7 separate regions of the Mus musculus genome follow, and all the other regions are linked to region 6. A link is a contact called in public HiCAR-type, HiChIP or PLAC-seq and promoter capture Hi-C data. All regions are on one chromosome and are shown on one strand. The core of a region is the stretch at or near the end of the contact, and the rest is flanking DNA. Distances in the headings are between cores, read along the strand shown. Region 1 holds the start of Trim3 (tripartite motif-containing 3). Region 2 holds the start of Tpp1 (tripeptidyl peptidase I). Region 3 holds the start of Apbb1 (amyloid beta (A4) precursor protein-binding, family B, member 1). Region 4 holds the start of Smpd1 (sphingomyelin phosphodiesterase 1, acid lysosomal). Region 5 holds the start of Dnhd1 (dynein heavy chain domain 1). Region 6 holds the start of Trim6 (tripartite motif-containing 6). Region 7 holds the start of Dchs1 (dachsous cadherin related 1).

The links. Promoter capture Hi-C pulls out the DNA fragments that hold promoters and counts their contacts. HiCAR-type assays count read pairs that join an accessible place to other places. HiChIP or PLAC-seq counts read pairs in DNA pulled down with a chosen protein or histone mark. Capture Hi-C pulls out chosen DNA fragments and counts their contacts.
Region 1: a contact with region 6 is called in an H3K27ac HiChIP or PLAC-seq map of extraembryonic endoderm stem cells, with 7 times the contacts expected there. The contact joins the promoter of Trim3 here to the promoter of Trim6 in region 6. A contact is called at or near these places in 7 of 39 promoter capture datasets (embryonic stem cells, hippocampal neurons, liver and 3 more), 2 of 484 Hi-C or Micro-C datasets (both in embryonic stem cells), 6 of 115 datasets of contacts at active chromatin or transcription factors (cardiomyocytes, embryonic stem cells, epiblast stem cells and 2 more) and 2 of 9 other capture datasets (adipose tissue and liver).
Region 2: a promoter capture Hi-C map of embryonic stem cells shows a contact between it and region 6, with 2.4 times the contacts expected there. The contact joins the promoter of Tpp1 here to the promoter of Trim6 in region 6. A contact is called at or near these places in 8 of 39 promoter capture datasets (cranial neural crest, embryonic stem cells, frontonasal cranial neural crest and 5 more), 5 of 115 datasets of contacts at active chromatin or transcription factors (embryonic stem cells, epiblast stem cells, pancreatic cancer cells and 1 more) and 2 of 9 other capture datasets (adipose tissue and liver).
Region 3: a contact with region 6 is called in an H3K27ac HiChIP or PLAC-seq map of embryonic stem cells, with 8 times the contacts expected there. The contact joins the promoter of Apbb1 here to the promoter of Trim6 in region 6. A contact is called at or near these places in 5 of 39 promoter capture datasets (the 3T3-L1 cell line, cranial neural crest, liver and 2 more), 3 of 115 datasets of contacts at active chromatin or transcription factors (embryonic stem cells and stem cell-derived neural progenitor cells) and 2 of 9 other capture datasets (embryonic stem cells and liver).
Region 4: a contact with region 6 is called in a promoter capture Hi-C map of liver, with 3 times the contacts expected there. The contact joins the promoter of Smpd1 here to the promoter of Trim6 in region 6. A contact is called at or near these places in 4 of 39 promoter capture datasets (the 3T3-L1 cell line, cranial neural crest, embryonic stem cells and 1 more), 1 of 484 Hi-C or Micro-C datasets (B cells) and 1 of 9 other capture datasets (liver).
Region 5: a promoter capture Hi-C map of embryonic stem cells shows a contact between it and region 6, with 4 times the contacts expected there. The contact joins the promoter of Dnhd1 here to the promoter of Trim6 in region 6. A contact is called at or near these places in 5 of 39 promoter capture datasets (embryonic stem cells, frontonasal cranial neural crest, liver and 1 more), 1 of 115 datasets of contacts at active chromatin or transcription factors (cardiomyocytes) and 2 of 9 other capture datasets (adipose tissue and embryonic stem cells).
Region 7: a HiCAR-type map of astrocytes shows a contact between it and region 6, with 4 times the contacts expected there. The contact joins the promoter of Dchs1 here to the promoter of Trim6 in region 6. A contact is called at or near these places in 1 of 39 promoter capture datasets (frontonasal cranial neural crest), 1 of 115 datasets of contacts at active chromatin or transcription factors (astrocytes) and 1 of 9 other capture datasets (adipose tissue).

Annotation. Positions count from the first base shown.
Region 1 is chr7:105,632,220-105,635,413 of GRCm38.p6, reverse strand. Trim3 (tripartite motif-containing 3) reads left to right here and starts at 1,843. Exons shown (of 12, transcript NM_001285870.1): 1 at 1,843-2,037. It overlaps Arfip2 (ADP-ribosylation factor interacting protein 2), which reads left to right. Exons shown (of 8, transcript NM_029802.4): 8 at 1-1,213.
Region 2 is chr7:105,750,780-105,754,283 of GRCm38.p6, reverse strand. It overlaps Tpp1 (tripeptidyl peptidase I), which reads left to right and starts at 2,049. Exons shown (of 13, transcript NM_009906.6): 1 at 2,049-2,113; 2 at 2,231-2,302; 3 at 2,555-2,694. The coding sequence starts at 2,097. Dchs1 (dachsous cadherin related 1) reads left to right here. Exons shown (of 21, transcript NM_001162943.1): 21 at 1-1,295. The coding sequence ends at 826.
Region 3 is chr7:105,579,512-105,582,878 of GRCm38.p6, reverse strand. Apbb1 (amyloid beta (A4) precursor protein-binding, family B, member 1) reads left to right here and starts at 1,388. Exons shown (of 15, transcript NM_001253885.1): 1 at 1,388-1,744.
Region 4 is chr7:105,552,618-105,555,688 of GRCm38.p6, reverse strand. It overlaps Smpd1 (sphingomyelin phosphodiesterase 1, acid lysosomal), which reads right to left and starts at 1,329. Exons shown (of 6, transcript NM_011421.2): 1 at 852-1,329; 2 at 1-467. The coding sequence starts at 1,157. Gm39063 (a long non-coding RNA gene) reads left to right here and starts at 1,328. Exons shown (of 3, transcript XR_869857.2): 1 at 1,328-1,587.
Region 5 is chr7:105,648,769-105,652,167 of GRCm38.p6, reverse strand. It overlaps Dnhd1 (dynein heavy chain domain 1), which reads right to left and starts at 1,392. Exons shown (of 44, transcript NM_001370803.1): 1 at 1,227-1,392; 2 at 897-1,096; 3 at 1-666. The coding sequence starts at 960. It also overlaps a transcript of Timm10b not described here.
Region 6 is chr7:104,216,954-104,220,311 of GRCm38.p6, reverse strand. Trim6 (tripartite motif-containing 6) reads right to left here and starts at 1,517. Exons shown (of 8, transcript NM_001013616.2): 1 at 1,429-1,517.
Region 7 is chr7:105,785,536-105,788,955 of GRCm38.p6, reverse strand. Dchs1 (dachsous cadherin related 1) reads left to right here and starts at 1,406. Exons shown (of 21, transcript NM_001162943.1): 1 at 1,406-1,597.

The DNA of each region.
Region 1 (3,194 bases), core at 594-3,093, 1.4 Mb before region 6:
TAGGGTCCAGAGGGGGTTGGGCCGGCTAACCATCATGCATTCAATCATACAGCCGATGTTTACTGAGTGCTTTTATTTGCCAGGCACTGCGTTAGGCCCTGGGGAAACATCAGTGAATAAAACGCAGTCCCTGCTCACAGTGCTTAAGGCCTAGTGGGGGATAGAGACAAGTAACCAGGCAACTACAATACAATGAGAAATGCTAGGATACAAGATGCAGTGGGAGCACCAGATAAGGGGCATCTAGCTTAGACTGAGGTAGGGATGGCGATGCCAGTTTAAAAGCTGAGATCTGAAAAGTAAGTAGCGAACAGCTGAGGAAGAAAGGCCAATGCTCATAAAGTCTGAATAAGAATTCAGTCCAGAATGAAAAATTAAGTGGGTGAGAGACAAGAGGCAGACTTGATCTTTGGAGAAATGGAACTAAGAAACCTCTTAGAGGTCTGGCAGCACGGGAGAAGCGAAGTGTAGAGAACATACTTCCTGGACTATTGGGTAGCCTAGTGACCCTTGCTTGTCACTCTAAGCATGAACCCTGCCTGAGCTCCTTCACATCCAGTGAGTAGCTACCGCAGAGATAAAGGCATTCTCACCGCACCTGCTGCAACCTGCACTGCTCTTGTTGAAGTCAAACCTTAATTGTATAAGAAATCACAAGAAAACTCCCAGCAGCACTTTAGACAGGGCTTGAGTGCGGTCAACTACAGGTCCAAAGACAACTGCAGACTTCTTCAGCATTCTGTCCCCTCTAGAGGGTGGAGAAAGGGGACCAACCCAGTCAGCAGGTTCCCACAGCACAGGGTGCACACCACTCTGACTTGACTCTTTGTCAGTGATAACTGCAATCCCCAGCCAGGCTTCTGGGGCTTTAATTAGCCTTTATGTAGTCAGCTGTCTGCCTTGATTATTAGAGGTGCTGGTTCTCTTATTAGCCCCCTACTTTATGGGCCACTGAGGATTTTTGTTGTAAGGGCATTGAATCTTCAAATGGTTGGAGACAGAACCTGAAAGCAGAGCCCAAACATGGCTCCACCATTTTCTAGCTGATTAGGATTAATGCCTGGGGAACATAAGCTCGCTCCGCTCCTTCCGTTGTAAAGCTGCTAATAAAAGCAGCTACCGATTACGGTTATGCGTATTAAATGAGATAATGTATGTAAAGTGATTAGCTCTGTCTGGCACGTAATAAACACTCAGTCCCTGTTAATGTACAGTTTTTATTGTATTGTACCTAGGCTGTTTTTCCATAATGCAATGATTCTGAGAATTGCTCTGGGTCTTTGGTGTAAGGAAGGAGTCGCGCTGGATGGTCTAAACCAAATTTCCTCAGGCGGCACCTGAGGAACCTAAAACCGAAAAGAAGTCTCCCACTTGGCCTGCAAACCCCTTCTCCTAGAGTTCTGGGTTGAGGTACAGGTGGTCCCCCTCCCTCTTGCTCAGTGGAAACCAAACTAGCAGATTTCACAGGAGCCTCCGGGAAAGCCCAGGAAGGAGCGACCAGAAGCAGCAGGAACGGACTCTCGGAGTACTAAAGCTGGTTCTAGCTGCTTTTACTTGAAGGCATCAAGTGCCACTATCAGACCTCAGCTACTCACCCTCGCCCTTAGGCCTCGTGAGCCAGAGGCAGCAGGCGAGGATCCCGGATCTAGGATCTAGGATCCGGGATCCGCTTGCCAGCTCCAAACCGCACCGCAGAGGGAGAGCCAAGAGCCGCAAGGGCGGAGGGGCTGGCGGGCGTGGTCTGAGAGGTGGGGGCGTGGTTGGGGCGGGCCTTCGGCTCCGGAGTCGCCCCCTCCCCCGACCGGTCCGCAGCCCCGCCCCGGCCCCTCCCTCCGGCCTGTGCGACGGGTCCAGCGGCAGCGGCGCCGGCGCGGGGACAGACGGAGGCGCGGGACGTGGGGCGGCGCCGCGGGCAGGGCCGGGCGGACGGGCGCTGGCAGCGGGGGCAGCGCTGCGGGCCGCTCCGAGTGGCTGCAGTCCGGGCCTTGCCCTCCCATCCTGCTCCCACGCCGTGAGTGCGCCGCGCGGGCCCCAAGGGTGCGTCTGGTCCACCTGTGTATCGGGGTGCGGGTCCTGGTGCTAGCGGCGGTGTGTGGGTCCGAGCGTCTTTGGGTGGGGGCGCGGATGCTTTTCAAAAGCTGTTCCTGTCTCTGTCCACGTGAGGCGTGTCCGTGTCTGTGAGAGCAGCGGGGGATTCTTTGGGCTGTGGCTGCTCACGTGAGGTCCGTGTTTGCGGGCTGTGTGGTGGGGGGAGGCGCGGGTGGATGGGTGATGGTTCATTTTAGGAGCGCGGGTTTTGGGAGTCTCTGTGTTGGCGGAGGGTACCGAAAGCTGCGGCCGATGGTGTTGGGGGTGGGTGGGTGGGGTTGCTGATTGGCACTCTGGAATCTTGTGGCCCCGCTCGTCCAAAGGGTTCCTTTCTCCTGAGTGCAGACTCCTCCACCCCTGCTCCCTTCTCCGTCCTCCTTAGGCACCAAGAAGCCCACCAGCCAGGATGGAGGACATCCTTCCTCCACTGCGGGCACTGCTTGCTGGACAGGAAGCTTCCTGCAGAGGCTGTGTCTTGTAGGAAAGGACCCCTCTAGTTCTCCCTTAGCCTGGGCCCTGACTGGAGGACTCCTGTCCCCTCCCTGGTTTCCACCTCCTTCCCCCTGCACTTGGTTTCAGAACCTGGGCCACAAATCTGCAGGGACAGATGGTTGCAGGTTGGAAGGGCAGGCTGCACCCCAGGGAGGTCATTCTGACTTCAAAAAAAAAAAAAAAAAAAAAAAAAAAGGCAGGCCCTGTGCATGTTCCTGGTGTGGGAGTCCTATGCGGACCGCTAAAACCCAGGACTTGCTCCAGAGGGAAGATCTGAGATTCCAGGGTGGATGCAGTGATTATCCAGGTCTCCAGACATACTGTGCAGCGTATCAGTGCCTATCTCCTAGGCAGGGGTCTGGTTTGCTGCAGAATGGGAATGTGAGCGGCAGGCCTGACAGGTGCCCTGCCTCTCTCGGCTTGGATGCCTCCAGTGATATTACCTCTTAACTGCTTAGACTGTGGGAAGCTACCTTGTGTTATAGAGGTCTCTCTCCTTGGAATTTTGTTCCTTTGTCTTGTCTCTGCTTTTGATTTTGCTTCTCTTTGCTGAGAGGAACCTGCAGAGTTTAAACATAACTCTTCTGTCACCAGCATCTATTGAGTACTTTCTA
Region 2 (3,504 bases), core at 800-3,299, 1.5 Mb before region 6:
CCTGGACCCTTCACATTCAAGTGGCAGAGGCTCAGCAGAGGCTGCAGAGGATGACGAGATCCGCATGATCAACGAGTTTCCCCGAGTGGCCAGTGTAGCCTCCTCCCTGGCTGCTCGAGGCCCTGACTCTGGCATCCAGCAGGATGCGGATGGATTGAGTGACACGTCTTGTGAGCCTCCTGCCCCTGACACCTGGTACAAGGGCAGAAAGGCAGGGTTGCTGCTGCCAGGCGCAGGAGCCACTCTGTACCGAGAGGAGGGGCCTCCAGCCACTGCTACAGCCTTCCTGGGGGGCTGTGGCCTGAGCCCTGCACCCGCTGGGGACTATGGCTTCCCAGCAGACGGGAAGCCGTGTGTAGCTGGAGCACTGACGGCCATTGTGGCTGGTGAGGAAGAGCTCCGTGGCAGCTATAACTGGGACTACCTGTTGAGCTGGTGCCCTCAGTTCCAGCCTCTGGCCAGTGTCTTCACAGAGATTGCTCGGCTCAAGGATGAAGCTCGTCCGTGTCCTCCAGCTCCCCGTATTGACCCACCACCCCTCATCACTGCTGTGGCACACCCAGGAGCCAAGTCTGTTCCCCCAAAGCCTGCAAGCACAGCTGTAGCCCGGGCCATCTTCCCACCAGCCTCTCACCGCTCCCCTATCAGCCATGAAGGCTCCCTCTCCTCAGCTGCCATGTCCCCCAGCTTCTCACCCTCACTGTCTCCTTTGGCTGCTCGCTCTCCCGTTGTCTCACCATTCGGGGTAGCCCAGGGCCCCTCAGCTTCAGCACTCAGTACAGAGTCTGGCCTGGAGCCTCCGGATGACACAGAGCTGCGCATCTAGCTGTGGCCCTAACTGGGCCCCGACCTGGGACACGTCCAGTGTCCCCAAAGCAGGCCCCATTCTCAGCCTGCCCTGGGCAGCCTCGGACCATGACTGACTATGGGGAGGCCACCACCAGTCCCCTGCTCTCCACCTTAAACTCTTATAGCTGGGACAGGTCCCACATTTCTCTGCAGTTCCTTCAGCACTAGGACCACAGAGGGCCTGTTGGTCATGACCTGTGGCCAGATCCAGTGTGGAGAGAAATAAGAATGAGGCAACAGCCTTGGGTTCTCTTCAGCCAAGACTTCCTGCCCTGCACCAGCGCCCTGCGATGGAGCTGAGACTTTATTTATTGGGGGTTAGGGGGATGGGGAGGTCCCTCCAATCTGGGCCCAGCTCTTTTGGGTTCTTCTGACATCCCTGCCCCTGCCCAGAACAAGTGCCAATTCTCACTCTGGAGCCTTAATAAACTGCAGTTTGTATCCAGCCTCTGGCTCTGTTCTGTCAGGGTAACCAGAAGTCACTGGCGTAGCACTGTGGATACCTGGCACAGTAGCCAAGGAGGCCCAGAGGGAGGGCGGACAACAGGACATGTAGGAGTAGGGTTGGCACTGAGAGCTCAGAAGCCTAGCCTTGGGATCTCTGCTGCTTTCCCCTCTAACATGGTCAGGACTTGAACTGCAGTGGTTTCCTGCAGAGACTGACAGAGTAGGAAGCAGTCTAGGGTCCTAAGCCTGAGGGTCTGGAATAAGATATGGTGATTATTAAGAGTAGGTAAGTGAAGAAATCCCCAACCCCCCCCCCCCACACACACACACCTTGGAAACATGAAATGTCCACATTCATAAGAGCTCACATTAGTTGAGTCTGCCAGGTCAGTCTTGGCTCCATAGGCTTGCTTTATTGCAATGTCCACTTTTACTCCCAAGTATGAGGCACATTTCTTTTACGTAACAGTCACTGAATTTTAAGTGAAGAAACCTAGGCTCTGAGAGCTTGTTTTTCTAATATTGTACGGCCAGGAGCAGCCCATACCTATGGGGCTTCAGAGCCCACTCCTTTATGATTCCTTTAGAGACAGACAGACTTGGGCAGCAGGTGAAGAGGAGCCCTGGGCTTAGATGCTCAACACAGCATAGAATTCTAATAGCAGCCCCAGCATTCAGAACAGCTCATTTGGGAGGGAGGAGTCAGCAACGTCACTAGTTACTAGGCAGGGAGATGGGGGAGGTGCCAGACCATGCTCATGTGACTTATCACATGACTACAGATCAGCCTGAAAGCCAAAATGGGACTCCAAGCCCGGTGAGAAACTGAGGTGGGGAGGGTAGCTAAGGGGGATTACATTAGAGGGATTACATGTTGTAGAAGGAGTACAATGAGGGTTCGGCTCCTGATGAAACCCACCTGCTGTCCCTGCAGCCTCCTAGGGCTCCTTGCTCTCGTCATCGCCGGCAAATGCACTTACAACCCTGAGCCGGACCAGCGGTGGATGTGAGTTGATTTAGTACTACAGGTGCCTGTCTCTGCAGACGCTTGGTCCTAGCTTTCCTCATCCTCAACTGCTCCTAGTACCCACTCTGTAGCCTTATTCGACACCCCCTCGGCTTAATCTCTGGTCATTTATCTCCTATGATCCTTATCTGCATCTAGGATTCGACCCAAAGTCTCAGTTCTTAATCCCAAACTTTCCATGATCTGGATTTCTCGTTATGGCCTAATCAAATCATGTCCCTGACCCTGTAGGCTGCCTCCAGGCTGGGTGTCCCTGGGCCGCGTGGATCCCGAGGAAGAGCTGAGTCTCACTTTTGCGCTGAAACAGCGGAACCTGGAAAGACTCTCGGAGCTGGTGCAGGCTGTGTCGGATCCTAGCTCTCCTCAATATGGTGCCTATCAGTTGGGGCAGGAAGTGGGAGGCAGGACCAGGCAGGCACTGGCTGGTGCAGATCATGTAGGGCCATGTTTCTGGTATGACAGACAAATGACAATAACTGCCATATTCATACACACACACACACACACACACACACACACACACACACACCAAAATTTCCACCTGAGTTCTTCAGTCTTAAAACTAAGAACAAATCTAAGCCTAGTAGCATGAGGTAATAATCCTAGCTACTTGGACTAAAACAGGACGATTTTGAATCCAAGGCATGCCTGGGCAGTGTAGCAATATTGTCAACATTAAAACCAATTTTTTTTAGAGGCCTAGCTAGCTCATTGATAGGGTGGGTGCTTACGGAGCATATGAAAAACCCTAGGTTCAAGTGCCAGGAAGATGGTGGGTGTGGGGTAGCTAGCTGTGTTTAAGAACACATGATTCATAATCAGATCTAGATTGAAATGTTCACTTACCCTACCAGCTCTCAAATGGAGGACTAGCACTTAGTGTGTGTGCATGATCAAGTCATGGACCTTACCCCACTCTCATAGCCACTGCCACACCCTCCTCTGTTGCTAGTTCAAGTCCTAAATTGTCTTTGGATTAATCCACTCTGGCCATTCCTCTTGCTACCAACTCAGTTGTTTATTCTCTTTCTGGATTACTGCCCAGTACCCGGACTGGTTTGAAGCTTCCTCTCCTTCACCCCACTCCCCAGAACAGTCCCTTCTCTATTCTAGAGTATTCTCTATGGTGCTCAGGCTGGAGTGAATCCTTCCCCTGCTTAAAGTCCTGTATGGTGAGGCAA
Region 3 (3,367 bases), core at 139-2,638, 1.4 Mb before region 6:
AATAACCTGACACACACAGTGTCCCGTGTCTTTTCCTTAAGACACCATAATTTTAATTACCTATGTGGTGTCTCTTCCCTCTTTTAATCTGTAAGCTGAATGAAAGCAGGAACTCTCTTTTGCTTTCTGGGTGTTAGCACCAAGGACAGTGTGTCATACCATACACCTATTTGCTGAGAGTGAGTGAGTGAATGAATGAATGTCCTTCTAGGTAACACGTGCTCATTTCTCAAGGATCCAGGTCAGGTGCGTGTCTTCCAGGTGGGATGCAGCTGAACCAGATTCTTTTGGGGATCTTTATGTCCGGCTTGGGATCCAACATGGTTTGTATTTCCTAGGTGCTTGTCAGATTACAATGGATTCTTAGCCACAAGTCAGTAACTGTACAAGATGAGTGATGGACATAGGGAGTTTTGTTACACTGCTCCACTTTTGCACATAAGTGCAAATGTCTATAACAAAAATTTAAAACATTCATATTTACCCAGGGATAAATGAAAGTATATTCAAAGTACTTTGGAGTACTTGCTTTGAACAAGCCAGAGATTGATAAAGTGACCCTGCATTAAGAGTATGTGTGTGTGTGTGTGTGTGTGTGTGTGTACTTTTCCACGTCAGGGAAATTCTTTAGAAGATGAACATAAGATGAAATAACAAATTTAGATTTGGGCACTGTTAGACTTAGATGCATCTCCAATCAGTTTTTCAGTATGTTCAGAGCCCACCGAGCCCACAGCTCAGGGGACAATGCTTTTGGGGTTTCTGCCCCTCTTTGCCCTTGATGTCAGGGATCTGACCATTAAGATTTGCCTCATTGTCTATCCAGGGCCTGCAGTGAACAGGAAAATAGCCAAGTACAGCATTTCTGTTTAATTTCCACTCAGTTCTCCATTTGGTCCTTTCCTAGAGTTAATTTCTACCCTGGAGTGCAGTGGGGGGGGGGGAGGCGGGGTGGGGGACGCTGTGTCATAGCTTTATATTCAGAGGCACGGGTAGAGTGTAAGAAATATCTCAGTTCTGGTTTAGTTTAACCACTTACTCTGTTACTGAGGGCAAGTCGTGTTACCCTTCAGAATGTCAGCACCTGCCTCTCAAATCCCGAGAACAACAATTGTGGGAATTGCACAGCGCTGGTTTGAGGATGAATGCAAGCAAATGGTTGAACATAGAGCCTGGTACAGAGTAAGCGGTCAATAAATACGCGCTATTATTATCCACAGGACGTCAGGGAGTGCTACCACAAGAGCCAGAGAGCAGCCGGCTGCCAGCCTCTTGAGGCGCAGCCACGGTCCCAGCACCCGTGTCTCTCTCCACCCTCCTCCTTCCCCCCTCCCTAGCGGATCAGACTCCGTGCTCTAGGCGCGTCTCCCGGCGTCGGTGCAGGACCGACGCGGAGGTGAGTCCACGGTGGCATGGAAGGGGAGAGCTGGGCAGGGTCCTGGGAGTTGGGTGCAGCCGTGCGGGGATAGACAGGAGGCCTGGGACGCAGGGCTTGCGAGGGTCAAGGGTCTGCAGGGTGCGGCTGGGGCAGCTGCAGCCAGTGCGGCTCGCACTCGCTCGCGCGCCCCGCCCCGGCCAAGATGGCGCCCCTCCCCCTCCCGTGCGCGGCTCCGCCGCTCGGGGCGCGGCCTCGCGGCCTGCGCGCTCCTGGGCGGGGGATGTTGTGATGGAGAAGCTGCGGTGTTGCGGGAGCCTTGCAGCTTGAGCTACCTTCGCCACCTGGGCCTGGGGCCTCGCCGCGCAGGTAGGTGCTGCTCCGTCTCCAGCCCAGCCCCGGGAGCAGGATCCCCAGCCTCAGCAGCCCTTAACCCTTGCAGCCTCTTCTTCTCAGAAGTCCAGGTCTCCAAGCCAGGCCTGATTACCCCCCACCCAACTCCCTTCGCCGCCTTCCTACCGCGGGCCTGCAAAATCACCCTCCGCAGGATCACTTTGGTCCTAACACCGACCGCTCCCCAAAGCTTTGCTTCTTGATCCTCTAGGATGCCCGGCGGGGGCGGGGAGGAGGGGGTGAGCGGGGGGGGGGGGGGGAGAGCGAGGGGCGATAGAAGAGTGGGGGAGGGGACGTCTAATGCTGGGAAGGGGACTTGGATCCGGGTAGGAGCCAGGCCGTGCGATTCCAGACTAGAGCCCCAGGCTTGGGATCTGTCAAGCTGCATTCTGTTGTCCTCAGCGACCGAGGGGTGTGCCCTGGGACCGGCGGGGTTCCCATCTCAGCCTGACAGAGAGGCCTAGCAGCGACTAGAGTGCTCCTTAGGAGCAGTTTTCCCTCTCCAATTCAGATGTTATTTCCAGCCTCTTCCGAGTCCTGTTTGTAGGTTGCATTCTGAGCCCCTAATTTCCCATTCATTTTAAAAATCCACTCCATTCTGTCTCTGACATCCACCGAAGCTTCTGAGCAAGGTCACTGGAGCCCTCCTTGTAACTCCAATGGACACTTGGCGGCTGTGAGCCCATTACCACTGAGTATGTGTCAGTCTCCTTGAAGCATTTTTTTTCCTGGTTTTCCTCCTAGGCACTGTCTATTGCTTTGAAGTGTTCTCTTGTCTCGTCTCTGCATATGTGATGCTATTCTGGCCTGAGCTGCGTTCTTTCACTCTGACCTTTTCCCTTGACCATTTCTTGCATGTCTAACTCTTTAAATTTCATATATAAGCTGCTGAGTCCCAAATTTATTTGTCTGGCCCAGACCACTGCTGAAATGCAAACTCATATATACTCAACTGTCCTCTGACATCCTTTTGAACAGTTCAACAGGAATTCCAAACCTACAGATTTCAAGGTGAATTAATTAACATCTCTTGTTCCCCTCATACCTCACTTACATGTCTGTTGTTCCTTCAGCCTCTCTCAATGACATCTGTCCATTCAGTTCAGGTTATGGTCACAGTGAGGTGGGGTCTGAGCAACATTCACCCTCACCTCTCGACATCAGATCTCACCAAGCTCTGTCATGCCCACGACTTCAATATTTCTCAGGTCTGCTAATGTCACTGGAGCTCAATTGCTGTCACACTTAGTGAAGACAGCCCCCCTGACTGCTCTTGTTTATTCCCTCTTAGTTACACAGCACTCATAATGGTCGTTTTAAAAATGCATCCAATCATTTATTCATTTAACAAATAGGATTTGAGCACCTAATATTTACAAGGCACCGCGAGAGGTACTAAAGATGTCATAAGAAAACAGAATAGACTGGGTTCACGTCCACAGAGAAGTGATGTCTTTGCAGGAAGTCAAATAAGAATGACATTGTAAAGATAGTCAGCATCATGAAGGAAGATGCATGGTGCGCTGAAAGATCCGAAGAACAGAATCTAGGCTGTCAGGGTGGCTAAGCGAGAAGGGGCCAAGGGAAGATGCTCTTAGG
Region 4 (3,071 bases), core at 80-2,579, 1.3 Mb before region 6:
AGGCTTTCTAGCGTTCGCAAGGGCAGGTCACACTTGCTGTACTCGCCCCAGAACCCAGCCCCCTTCTGGGAGTTGGGTGGCCATCCGGACCCCCGGCGGCAGCAAAGTGGATCTGCACAGTAAGGGTCTGTGCCCTCCAGGTACTCATGGTCCCAGTGTAGATCAGTAAGGAAGAGGACACGGCTGACAGGGGCACCGGGGGCTGGTGGGCTCGGTGGCTTTGGGGGTGGCTTCGGCACTGATGGCAAAGAGATGTTCCAAGTCGAAAAGATGTCCCAGTGTCCACAAGAGGAGCCCAGAAGCAAGCCACAAGCCTCTGATGGGCTCAGAACTGAACGTGTCCACACCTCCACCACATCGTCCTCAAAGAGATGGACGGCTGACTGGCACACATCTAGTGGTGCTATGTTCAGCATCTTGCATATCTTGATGGCCACAGAGCCTACCCGTGCCACATTGGGCTCCTTCTGTGGTGGAAGGAACCAATGAAGTTAGGTCAGAGACAGAACAAGTGAACCCTGGCCACCACTCCACAGGCTTCCATGTCTAAATCGGAGCTAGGATAACTCTGTCACCATGATAAAGAGACATCAGTATCTCCCACACACTGCCCAGCAGTTCAGCACCAGGCCTCTAGCTACCTACTCTAGCTCAGGGTGTGCTACCATTTCAAGCCCACAATTAGCCAGCTGACTTTACTCTCCCTAACTTTATAAAGGTCACAGTGGGGTAGTGGTAACATGGATGCATAGGAAGCACCCTCTACCAGAAATATATTGCCCCCTCCCCCGGGCATACCAGTGCACTTCATCCTGCCCCCAGCATTCCACAACAGCCCTTCACGCACTCACCTTCAGCCCATGGTTGAGAGCAGTGAATAAGACTTTGCAGGCGGGGCAAGTGAGGTTCTGCCACCCAAAGGCACTCTGGAGCGGCGGCGCTATGGCACTGAATTTGACAGAATGGCCTTCAGAAGGAAGAGGATAAGCTCTGGCAGGAACCCAAAGAACCGTGGAGTCAAACAGAGCCAGAACCAGCGCCAAGCCCAGCCCCATCCAAAGGAGTCCCACTCTGGGTGCCGGTAAGGACCTCTCCAGTCTCTGCTCCCAGCCGGCTCTGAGGTGGTCCTGGCCGGATGATGCTCTGTGGTGGGGCATTGCCAGGCTCGTAGACAGGACTGGCTTGCCCCTCCAGGCCCCACAGGCCGAAGCCCTGGCTGGCCCTCGGGGCCCGGGTAACGCTGGAGACACCTGATTACCCTTCGTTGTGGTTGACTGATAGCTCAGCAGCCAGCCACAAAACAGCTCCTCCCCTTCCTGTTCCTCTTATGGCCCAGCAACTGTGGGGGAGCGGCTGTCAAAACCTTGGGGGCGGAGCAAAAGGGGGCTCGCCAACCCGCCCTGATCCGCCTTCTTCAGCCACAGCCCAATCACCCCGGGCGGTCTTAGGACCCGCGGGGTTGGGGTGGGTAGGTGACCTCGGTAGAGACAAGCTTCACCACCCTGAGCCATTGCTGCGCGAGGCTGCGGGCGGCGGCCCCGATAATTTCTGCCCAGAACTGATGGAAGCCCTTTAGGGAACTCCCAGGTGCCCCTCTCTTCCACCCCCCCTCCCCGCTTTTTTTTTTTTTTTTTTTTTTTAAACATTCAGATTCCTAGAATAGATGCCCGGCTCAGCTGGTCATTAAACTGAGAAGATTAACTAGAGAGGGCTGGGGCAGCGATGCTTGCATTGAGCGGATTGACCTGCCATGGACGGTCCTCCCCTCGATTTCCTATGCTCTGCCACCATTACAGCAGCCTTGAATCACTTAAGGTTTTGTTAATGTGTCTTTCTTTTAATTTAAAATTTTGCATTATTATTTATTTATGTGTATGGGTATTTTGTATGTGTGTGCACCACGTGCGTGGTGCCTGCTGGAGGCCGGAAGAGGATCCACCTGGACTGGAGTTATAGATGTATTGAGGTCGCCACGCCCGTGCTGCGTGCTGGGAATTCTACCCAGGTCCCAACACTATTAGGTGTGGGACCTGCCCTGGAGCCTGGTCAACCTACCAGGGGTCGTCATATCCTTAAAAAGAAAACTGCCTCTTCTAGGAGCTCTCCGATGCCAATACGCCTTAGCTAGGAGTGAGCCTTTGGAATTTTGTCTCGCTTGAACATCCTGTGCGTGCTGTCACAATCATGGCGATTTCACTGCATGCAACTTCCCTGTCGTGCCAGAAAAGTTTCCTTTAGTCACCCGCTGCCTCTGGCTCTTCCAGTCTTTCAGTCCCACTTTCAATCACTTAGCCTTGTAAGGAGAGGTGTGATATAGACCCCATTTAGGGAGGATCACTTCGAAGTCTCTTGTTCTCTGATGATCATTTGTAGGTGTCTGTGTTTAACTCTCTCCTGCTTCAAGAAGCTTCACTGGTGAGGACTGCTAAGTGCTCTGATCTACGGGTACACTAAAGTCATTTAAATACTGTGCCTATTAGCAGAATAATAGTAGTAGGTTCTCTGCCCCGCTATGGGGGTTATGACCTATCTAGCCACAGGCCCTTACACTGATAATGGTGCCAGGTATGGGTTACATCTCATCTCTCAAAGGTCTTCTTAAGTGTTTTTAATCCTATTTTATCTGTTGTTGTTTGTTTGTTTTGTTTTTGAGACAGGATCTCACTATGTCTTGCCCCAGGATCCACAGTTCGGGAGCCAGCCAATCTTCTAACAAAGCTTTAATTCAGAATTCTCAGGATAGAAGGGACTTTTGGCTTTGTTTATTTATTTATTTTTATTTTTTCAAGACAGGGTTTCTCTGTATAGCCCTGGCTGTCCTGGAACTAACTTTGTAGACCAGGCTGGCCTCGAACTCAGAAATCCACCAGCCTCTGCCTCCTAAGTGCTGGGATTAAAGGCGTGCCACCACTGCCCGGCTCATTTCCTCCTTTTTAATAGAGAAAGAGTTGGGTATACTCCTGTAACCCCAGCACCTGGGAGGTAGAAATAAGAGAATCAGACATTCAAGGCCACCCTTAGCTACAAAGTGAATTTGAGAAGTTTGAGTCTACCCTGGACTGCTATGAAGC
Region 5 (3,399 bases), core at 143-2,642, 1.4 Mb before region 6:
CAATGCCCAGACAGTGCTGTAGCTCAGGCAGTGTCAATGGTCGGAGCCACGTGGCCAATTCCTTTTTTTGTTGCCGGTCCCACTGGGCCTTCACAAAAGGGCATGCTGAGCATGGAGGCCCTCGATGAAACCTCTTCATCCATAGACCACAGTCAACATGGGAAGAACTATGTAACAAAGAACTGTCTGGGGGAAAGGCCTTGTCTATGGCATCTAGCAGGTCCAGCTCTAGCCGGGCTTGGACCTTGGGTGCCCAGCAGTACAGCTGCTCCAGGAAGGGCAGCAACTCGAGTTGACCAGCTAGCATCTCACGGTATGGAGGCAACAGGCCCAGTACTGCATGCAGATAGCGCCAAGCTTCACAACTGCCATCCTGCATCACAGCTGAGAACAGAGACTGAAGCTCAGACAGCAGCAGCTTCAGCAGTGTCCGCTGCTCTGATTCAACCACTGCCTTGAGATCCTCCTGTTTCATTTGACAGTCCCAAGAGTGTTCTTGTCCGCTGCAGCTACATCCAACGAGCCCAGACTGAAGGGTATAAAACCATGGGTTTTTCTTCTCTTCCAGAATAAAGTGGAGGCAGGTATTCAATTGCTGTCGAACAGATCTTGCCCACAGCTCGGGGTCCAAATGCCAATTCCAGGCTTTTGGCTTCTGGGTCTGACCTGTGGGACCCAGCGGGGGGGGGGGGGGAGGGAGGGAGGGACATGTAGAAGTTCTGGCTCTGGGCTGTGCCAGTAGGGTTAGGACAGCAAGGTGGATATAGAGTTGCAGAGCATAGGAAGACCAGTAGAGGGCCCTTACTGAGCCACTCACTGTCAAGGACTAGCACAAGTCCAAGAGGGAGCCCTCCCTGCCCAGGAGCTCCTTCCCACCCTCCAAGGCCTCGTCTCACCTGGCCTGCAGGATGTAGAAGGCATGGGAAGGGAAGGGGGACTGGTCTGTGAATGAGGTTTCATTGCGGAGCGCTCCCTGTCGTGAATGAACTTAGACTCAGTTCCAGTCACTTAACACAGAGACCGATACACGCTTGCAAAATCTTTGGAAAAACTGTGTTCACATGAGGAAAACTTCAGAGTGGAGGCTGGCAACCACCTTGAAAAGGAAACACAAAAGGGTTGTCACTCAAAGGCAGCAAAGCTCCCGTCCCCTGAAGCCTTTACCACAGACTGAGAAGGTCCAGAGTGCAAAGCCGGCTACTGGGTAGGGAAGCAGTTTAGGACACCTAGCGGAAAGACGTGGCAGAAGACAGCTCCCGGTGCGCCAGTGGGAGGGGCCTCCCTAGGCACTGGAAGAGCTGAGCCACTGAGGGCAAGGGTAGCAGATCCCAGAGCCAGAGCAGAGGACTCAGCTGCACCACCTGCTCCCAGCTGTTAGAACCGTTACAGAATCCTGGAGGCCCGAGCCTCAAATCGGAGCTAGAAGGAGAGTTCAACAGGCATGTGGGAGGGGCCTGGGGGCGGGACCGGGACCCAGGCCACACTAGCATACTGCTTTTAACCTGACACCCCAAAGGCCCAAAAAGAATCTGGCTGAGCGGGAGACTGAATGACAAGATTGATTTGGGGGCACTAACAGCATTAGGGGCGTGGTCGTAGGAAGCAAGTGTAATCCTAGGGACTCACTCGCTCACTGATTTTTCCCTCCCCTCCCTTGACAGCATATCCAACTGTCCCACCTCAAGTCCCAACAAGAAACCCGAGTAAGACAAACATCTTGTATCTCTCTCAACAAGCTACACATCTAGTAGTGAGTGGTTTAGTTATGAAAGAAAGAAAGAAAGAAAGAAAGAAAGAAAGAAAGAAAGAAAGAAAGAAAGAAAGAAAGAAAGAGAGAAAGGAAGAAAGCAACCTACCTCTGTTATAGATTTTATTCTAATCAGTGGAAATTTTGATAGGCCAGACAGTAAAAAGAGTAGACTTGGGGGAGGGGGGAGTAGGGTGTTTGATTTCATATATTTCAAGTTTTAAGTCTGAGATACAGATCTCACAGGTGAGAGGCATAGCTCAGTGGTCCAACACTTGCCTCATATGCTCAAAGCCCTGGGTTTAGTCTCCAGTCTAGAAATGAAAGCTGTCCTTGAAGTCATGACTCCCCTGCCTCAACCTCCTGAAGGAAAGAATTATATGTATGTGTCCAACTAGAAGTTTAGTGTTTGCTCTCACTTGAGTCACATTCAAGCTTGAGTATTCCCAGGACCATGGTTAGAGTGTTCTGCTTTCTCTAAGGCTAAGCAAATAGTCTTTGCTTTCAGGATCCAAGAGAGTTAGTTCATCACCTCCTCTGCCTAGGCCCATTACAACTAGTGAGATGAAGAAGAGAAGAAATCACACCTCTTTATGAAGGGCACAACCTGGAAGTTGCCTGTGTCACTCCTTCACTTGCCCTGACCTAGGCAAAAATAAAACTTTCACATCTAATCTTTTTTTTGCAAAGGTTGTGGTGGTTTGAATGAGAATGACCCCATAGGTTCATATATCTGAATGTTTGGTCCCTTGCTGGGGCTGTTTGGGAAAGATTAGAAGGTATAACCTTGATGGTTCATCTCACTGGTGGAAGGATTGTATACAAGAGTGAGCACTTTTCTCCACATTGTTCTCAAATTTTTATTTCAAGTTTCTGCTCAGGCATGCATCCCCTTATAGTGAATCCTTTAATTTCCCAGAAGTCAGCACTCTCCCAGGTCCAGACCCTCTTTTCCCCAAACTAATTTTACCCCATACTTTGATTGCTATCTCATATTTGCTTATCCATTTACCCTGATAAAAAATGTAAGCTCCTGGAGTTACAGAGACAAACTGTGGAGCAGAGAATGACCCAACAGGGGATCCATCCCATATAGTCATCAAACCCAGACATTATTGTGGATGCCAACAAGTGCTTGCTGACAGGAACCTAATATAGCTGTCTCCTGAGAGGCTCTACCAGTGCCTGACAAATACAGAGGTGGATGTTCTCAGTCAACCACTGGACTAAGCACAGGGTCCCCAATGGAGGAACTAGAGAAAGGACCCAAGAAGCTGAAGAGGTTTGCAGCCCCATAGGAGGAACAACAATATGAACCAACCATTACCCACAGAGCTCCCAGGGACTGACCACCAACCAAAGAGTGCACATGGAGGGACCATGGCTCCAGCCACATATGTAGCAGATGGCCTTGTCGGTCATCAATGGGAGGAGAGGCCCTTGGTCCGCCAGTGCCAGGAGATGGGAGTGGGTAGATTGATTGGTGAGCAGGGAGAGGGGGAAGGGGATAGGGAGTTTTTGGAGGAGAAACCAGGAAAGGGGATAACATTTGAAATGTAAATAATGAAAATATCTAATAAAAAAGAAAATAATAAACAGAATCATAACAGCAACAACAAAAACAAAAACATACAAACTCCATAGTGGCAGAG
Region 6 (3,358 bases), core at 268-2,767:
GATGCTGAGGATCCAATCCAGGACTTTGTACAAGCACCGTACCAACTGAGCCACACACCCCAACTTCTTAGCATATTATTTCCAAAACTGGCTTGATAATGCATATTTTAAAAGTTAGGCATAGAGTTTGCCCATAATAACCTTGTTTGAGAATTTGCCATGCCCGGTGGTTTGCTGTTTTTCGACCTCTGCCCCAGTAAACGTTCACCAAAACTCTAGAATCCACCCATTGTATTGCTCTGTCCACGCTACATATTAAAAAAATGTTAAGGAGACGGCTCAGTGGGTAAGAGCACTGACTGCTCTTCCGAAGGTCCTGAGTTCAAACCCCAGCAAGCACATGGTGGCTCACAACCACCAGTAATGAGATCTGATGCCCTCTTCTGGTGTGTCTGAAGACAGCTACATTGTACTTATGTATAATAATAAATAAATTTTTTTTTTTAATGTTAAAGCTCAGAGGCTAAATAAACAGACTGGGGACATACGGCATCCAATTTTCAGGTCCTGTACTGAAACACACGCAACATAACTAGCTGTAACACCTATTTTTCTCAAATGACTGATAAAATAAATGTCCCTTTGCTGTGTCGGTAGCTCAGGCCTGTAATCGTAACACCAGAGAAGAGGGTTGGAATCAAGAAGATGGTTAGCGATAGGGTAGCTTGGGTTATAGAAGGATATATCTGAAAAAAAATTGAGTTTACATACATACTTTTAGAATACATAAATTCAATGCTCCCTATCTCAGCCAAGTTATTCACAATAAATCACCTCACTGTCTCGGCCTGCCTCCGTCAGAAGTGACTCAGCAGAGTAACGGGGCGGTAGGCACCCCCAGAGAAGGTCCGCAGATGAAGAGTACCCGGTAGGCAAACTTCTCCAGAGCACGTCCGGAAGCCTAATTCCGAGGGCCAGAAATCCTGGCTGGGGTCTGTTCCTAACTCCGCCCAGCTTGCCTCGGCTTCCTCTGGAGAGGCCCTAGGGCTCCTAGCTCCGACTGGTTGCAGCCGGTGTAGACCGGGTCGGGGCAGGTAGAGTAGCTCATCTCCCAACTCTTCCTGGAAGAAGCCGGGCCTGCTTGGGAGGGGGTTGGGGGTTGGGGGGAATAAACCTACTTCCTGGAGCTGGGGGAGGAGATGTTGACCTCTGAATCCACTCGGGACTCCGAACGGGAATCTCCCAGAGCAGTGTGCCTTTGCCTCCAAAATCCAGGTTCAACGCCCGTTTCCCGCTTAGGGCTATAGGAATACTGCCTATTCCTAGCCGCGAACATGCCTCTCCAATGCTTCCCAAACTCAAGGAAACTCAAAGAGGCAGTCCCGCAACTCTTCTTGCACGCGTGAGCCCCAACACAAATAGTAAGGCAGCACAGACTCTACACACCAGTGGGACAGCAACGACTGGTCAGAAAATGGGTTTGCTCACCAATCTGGAATCCGTGCCTGGATCAGTGCCGAGGACTTGCAGCCAAGGAGACGGCTCCTTCCAGTACTAAAGCCGGACTCCAGGAAAAAGGGGCGGGCCTGGCGGAGGAGGCGGGGCTGACCCCTGTGCTGGCTGGGACCAAACCCCGGGTCAGAAATGCGAAGATGCCCTAGACAAGTCTATGGAACAGTCTTTAAGAACATCATCATTAGAGACTTAGGCTTTCTACCGTATGCAAGTGTTTAATACACCTGTTCTCACTATCAATATATTGAAATGTCTAAAGAATAAAAGGTCTAGCCATACAATTAAAAGGTGACTGCATTTGATGGATTACAAAAATCTGCCAACTTTAAATTACCTGTGTGTATCTCTAATTTTAACGCATGGAACCAAAAGACTACTTTTATACTGAAGTACTTATACATTTACATATGCAAACTGAACTGGACTGGAACTGGACTGTAAGGGTTTTGGGTTTTTTGTTTGTTTGTTTGTTTTTAAGATTTATTTATTTATTTTATGTATATAAGTACACTGTTGCTGTCTTCAGACACATCAGAAAAGGGCATCGAATTCCTATTACAGATGGTTGTGAGCCACCATGTGATTGCTGGGAATTGAACTGAACTACTCAGGAAAAGCAGTCGGTGCTCTTAACCACTGAGCCACCTCTCTAACCCCTAGACTGTAAGTTATTAAAGGCAGGGCTACTGTGAAAAGAAAAGAATGCCAAACTTCCTGGTTTGGGAGACTGACAACCCAACTGATCTCAGAAGATGGGGGGAGGGGGAAAGACTTTGGGGAGGAGCTGGGGGTGGAGTAGGAAGTGGCTCAGCAGTAAATTGTTTGCCTTACCTGCATGAGCCTGTGAACTGGGCTGACTCACAATTGTAATTCAGCATTAGGAGACTGAGGCAGGAGGATTACTCATAAATTTAAACCAGCCTGGGCTACAGAGTGTTTTTGCCTCGAAAAACTTAAAACACAAAATGAAAAGTCAAGTCAGGAATAGATGTTTGGAGTGAGGATGGGAAAACATGGTGCAAGCATTCCTTTTTTTTTTTTTTTTTTTTTCTGGTTTTTCAAGACAGGGTTTCTCTGTAGCCCTGGCTGTCCTGGAACTCACTTTGTAGACCAGCCTGGCCTCAAACTCAGAAATCCGCCTGCCTCTGCCTCCCAAGTGCTAGGATTAAAGGTGTGTGCCACCACGCCTGGCTGGTGCAAGCATTCTTAAGAATCATAGAAAAACAGAGCAGAGAAGATGGGACGCTCAATGTCTAACATACAAGGGTAAGGTTTATTTGGTTTTGAGACAGGGTGATGTGACATGCATATTTCTCCCAGGCTGATTTCAAACTTGCTGTGTAGCTGAGAATGGTCCAGATTCTGCTTCTGTGGTGGTGGCGGTATTGCAAGCGTGCATCCCCTTGCCCCAGCTGATCCAGTGTTGAGCATTGAACCCAGGCTTTGTGCGTCCGGGCAAACACTCTGCCAATGGGATTAGCTCCTAAAAGAGATTTATAGACAGCACAAATAGGTGGCACCATCATATGGAGGAAGAATTTGGTAAGATCTCAAAGACAGGGAATGTGGGATGAGAGGATCTCTGAATGTGTGGTTCTTCAAGATTTCTGTGTTCTTACACTCCTTTGATTACTCCAGACTTGGTTGTTCTGTTACACAAAATTGCTATGGAGCCTGAGTTTGCCTGCTGGTATCATGGTTGGGGGTTCTCTGGATTGTCTCTTTAAATTCCAAATCAGTTCTCAGAATTGTAACTTTGTTTGTTTGGTTTGTTTGTTTGGACAAGGTTTCTTTGTATAACTGCCCTGGCTGCCCTAGAATGCCTTTGTAGACCAGGCTGGCCTTGAACTCAGAGATCTGCCTGCCTCTGCATTCCTGATTGCTCGGATTAAAGGAATAAACC
Region 7 (3,420 bases), core at 157-2,656, 1.6 Mb before region 6:
GACTCAAATATAAGGTTACTCCCTCTTTCCTGAGAGATGATTTTGGAAAAACAAAAAAGCAAAAAAACCTCACCCTATATTCAAACTTATACGGTATTTGCAGATGACTCCCAAATATTTATGCCCAGCCCAGACCGCTCCTTCAAATGTAGACCTACCTACCCAACATGCACTTCAAAGGCAGAAGCCCCAAATCCCAAGTCATCATCTTTCCAAGCCCATTCCCTTCCCCACCCCTGCTCACCACCACCCACCGGGCAGTGCAAGCCTGAAGCCCAGATAACCATGGAGCATCTCAGCCTCTCTTTCCATCTTCCATGATCATACTCCCTCCTTTTTCCCTAAGGTCCTTTGTCCTCTCTTCCTAGAAGTTCCCAGTTTCTCTGTGCCACTTGTACCTGCTAGAATGCCTTTCTTCCCTCACATCGATCACAGTCCTAAGGACAAGGTATAAAAGCTTCCAGGTTGCTTACTGTCATCCACTTAACTGACTTTACACACACATACAAAGCCTTCCTCCCAAATTGGTCCCTCAAGACCTTTGTCATCTTCTTACCCAGTTTTTCATTTTACTTATCTAGGGAAATACACTCTCAGACTACCACCAGCCCCTAAACTCTATGGTTTAATACCTCTCGATCTCTAAATTCACATTTGGGATGGACGAGGAAATAAGAGAATGAGAAGCCAGGGCTGACAGGGGGAAAGGGAATAGGATCACAGGGTAGTAAGTGAGTAGCAGAAAAGACCGGGGATGTTAAGATGGACGGAAGGAAAGAGGAGAGGACGGGGTGATGAAGGGAAGGGAAAGGTGTGAAGTAAGAGCGGTTATGGACAAAAGAAAGAGCCAGGAAAAGGGGTGGGGAGAAAAGGTGCAGAGAAGACGGACGAACAGACAGAGCAAGATAGCGGGCATTTGATGGAGGGAAGCTGGATACAGAAAGAACAACGAGAAGAGAGACCGGGAGAAGTGGGTAAAGAAGAGGTGTGAAGGGGTGAGACAGAACAGGGCAGTGGGGCAGAAGCGGACCATGGCGGAGTAGGGATGGAAGAACGAAGACCAGTACAGAATGGAGAAAGAAAAACGGAGAGGAGGAAGGGGACGGGACGGGACGAAAGGATCTGGCGCGGTAGTAGCCTGGAGAAGGGACGGCGCGGCGCTGGGGCGGGATCCGGCGCCCGGGCCTGGGGCCTGGGGCCGGGAAGTGGAGGGGTGGAGGGCGGGCGGGAGGCGCGGGGACCGCGGCAGCGCGGGTGGGGGCGGGGGCGGGGGCTCGGCGGAGGGCGGGGGCTCGGGTTACCGCGCGGAGGGAGGGAGGGGAGGGGGCTCGGGCCGCGGCGGCGCATCTTGCATCCTCCGCGGGGTGGCTGTGCAGGAGGCGGCGCCCCTGCGGCGGTGGCGGACAGACGGACGGACCGACCGACGGTCGAGCGAGCGCAGACAGACGGCGGCCCGCGCCGAGGGCACTGTGAGCCCGAGCCAGTCAAAGCGGACGATGCGCGGCCCCAGGCCCCGCACTGGCGGGCGCTGCCCCGGGGGCTGACCGCGGCCGGACTGCGCCCCAACACTGGGCGAGGGAGCCCGCACCGCATCGAGGTCAGTGACCGGCCCGTCCGGCCGCACCCGCGGGGTCGGTCGGCCTCCCCGACTGCGGCGGCGGCGGTGGCGGAGCCGGGGGCTTTGTTCTGAGCCGAGACAATGGGGGAGGGGGGGGCCGGGGCCTGCGGGAGAGGGCGAGCGTGAACGTGAGCATGGGGGCAGGGCCGGGGGGTCTTTGTGTGCGGGTGTCATCGAGTGGGAGTGTGTGGTGGTGCTTGAGTGTGCGGTTGGGGGGCGGGGGGTTGGTGGGTGAGGGCAGGACAGTGTGTGTGCAGTGAGTGTGAGTCAGTGAGTGTCCTCGCGCGGTTGTGTGTGCATGTGCGTGTCACTTGGAGGGGGTGTGGGTCAGAATGAGGGTGTGCCAGGACAAGCAGGTCCTTGTGAGGATGTGTGCCTGGGTGCCTTTTACCTGGCTCTATTGGAGCCATGTGTCAGAACGTATTGATGGGTGTGTGACAGAGACACAGAGACACAGACAAAGAAACGGAGGGAGCAGAAGTAAAGAGAAGCAGAGGGGAGAGGAGGAAGCCTGAGGTGGCAGTGTGTCACCCAAACTAGTATTCTAAGTGCATCCTGGTACCAGAGCCTGCAAGTTTCTGTCCAGGATGCTTAGATCAGAGTCCTGGTCAGGGGACAGAGAGAGGTCACTGCAAGCCTAGGTCCCACGTGGAGGGGGTGGGGAGAGAGAACTCAAAGGCACAATGAACTCAGTGTGCATGGGCTGGGCCCACAGCCACAGGTCATAGGCCAGAAAAATATTGTCACTTATGTCAACTCTTCAAATACCCATAGGGGACATAGTCATAATCCTCTTCAACCCACAGGGACCGAGTCCCAGGCAACATACATTCTCAAGAGATACACTCACAGCCTGGACACCCCTAAAGAGGAACTGTCAGAACCAACTTACACCCACTATAGATGCCTGCCAAGCTAGCATGTACCTGTGGAAGAAGTTCTCAGTGTGGTGTCCATACAACAGTAATGTTCCAGCCATGTTACATGAAGAGTCATTGCCACAGCCAACTCATACCACAGGAGACAATGGTGTTGCCAGCACCTCTCAGAACAACACATGCCAATTGGAAATACTATCAGGCAGGGCATGACAGGGATTTTTATGTATCTCCTCAGCCTGCTCACATAAGTCACAGGTGACTCAGAACTAATAGAAGGTTGTGTTGTAACTGTCCTTACCTCCGAACCTCTTGTACAACTTCTAGGAGACAGTCATGGACCATATATCCATACTACAAGGAAAGCTATATGGTATTGCTACTGCTAAAGAAGCCCTTTAGCTTCTAAGACTCACACTGTTACTCTTCATCCCCAGAACTCCAGAACTTCTGTCTCCTGGACACTGAGAGCTGGATGTGAGCTTTTCCCCCCTGGTCCTACATGCTACCATGGAAGTCTCCATGGAGTCTCCCTAAACACCAGCTGCACAATTTCCTCAGTTTCTTTCGCTCCTGGTATGCTCTTTTGTCCCATGACTACTCTGTTTGAACTCTTCCATCCCAACCTGTATTCCACTCTGAACATAGCTTCCATCTCTTTATAGCTTCCAGATGCCTTTTCTCCTGTTTTACTCTTTAACCCAGTGGTTCTCAACCTTCCTAATGCTGTGATCGTTTAATACCATTCTGTGGTGACCACCGGCCATAAAATCATTTTCAATGCTATTTTATAACTGTGTATTTTGCTACTGTTATTAATCCTAATATAAATACCTGTGTTTTTCAATGGCCTTCCCTCACAGGGGTCATGACCCACAGATTGAGAACCACTGCTTTAACCTGATAATGACCTTTTCCCCTTGA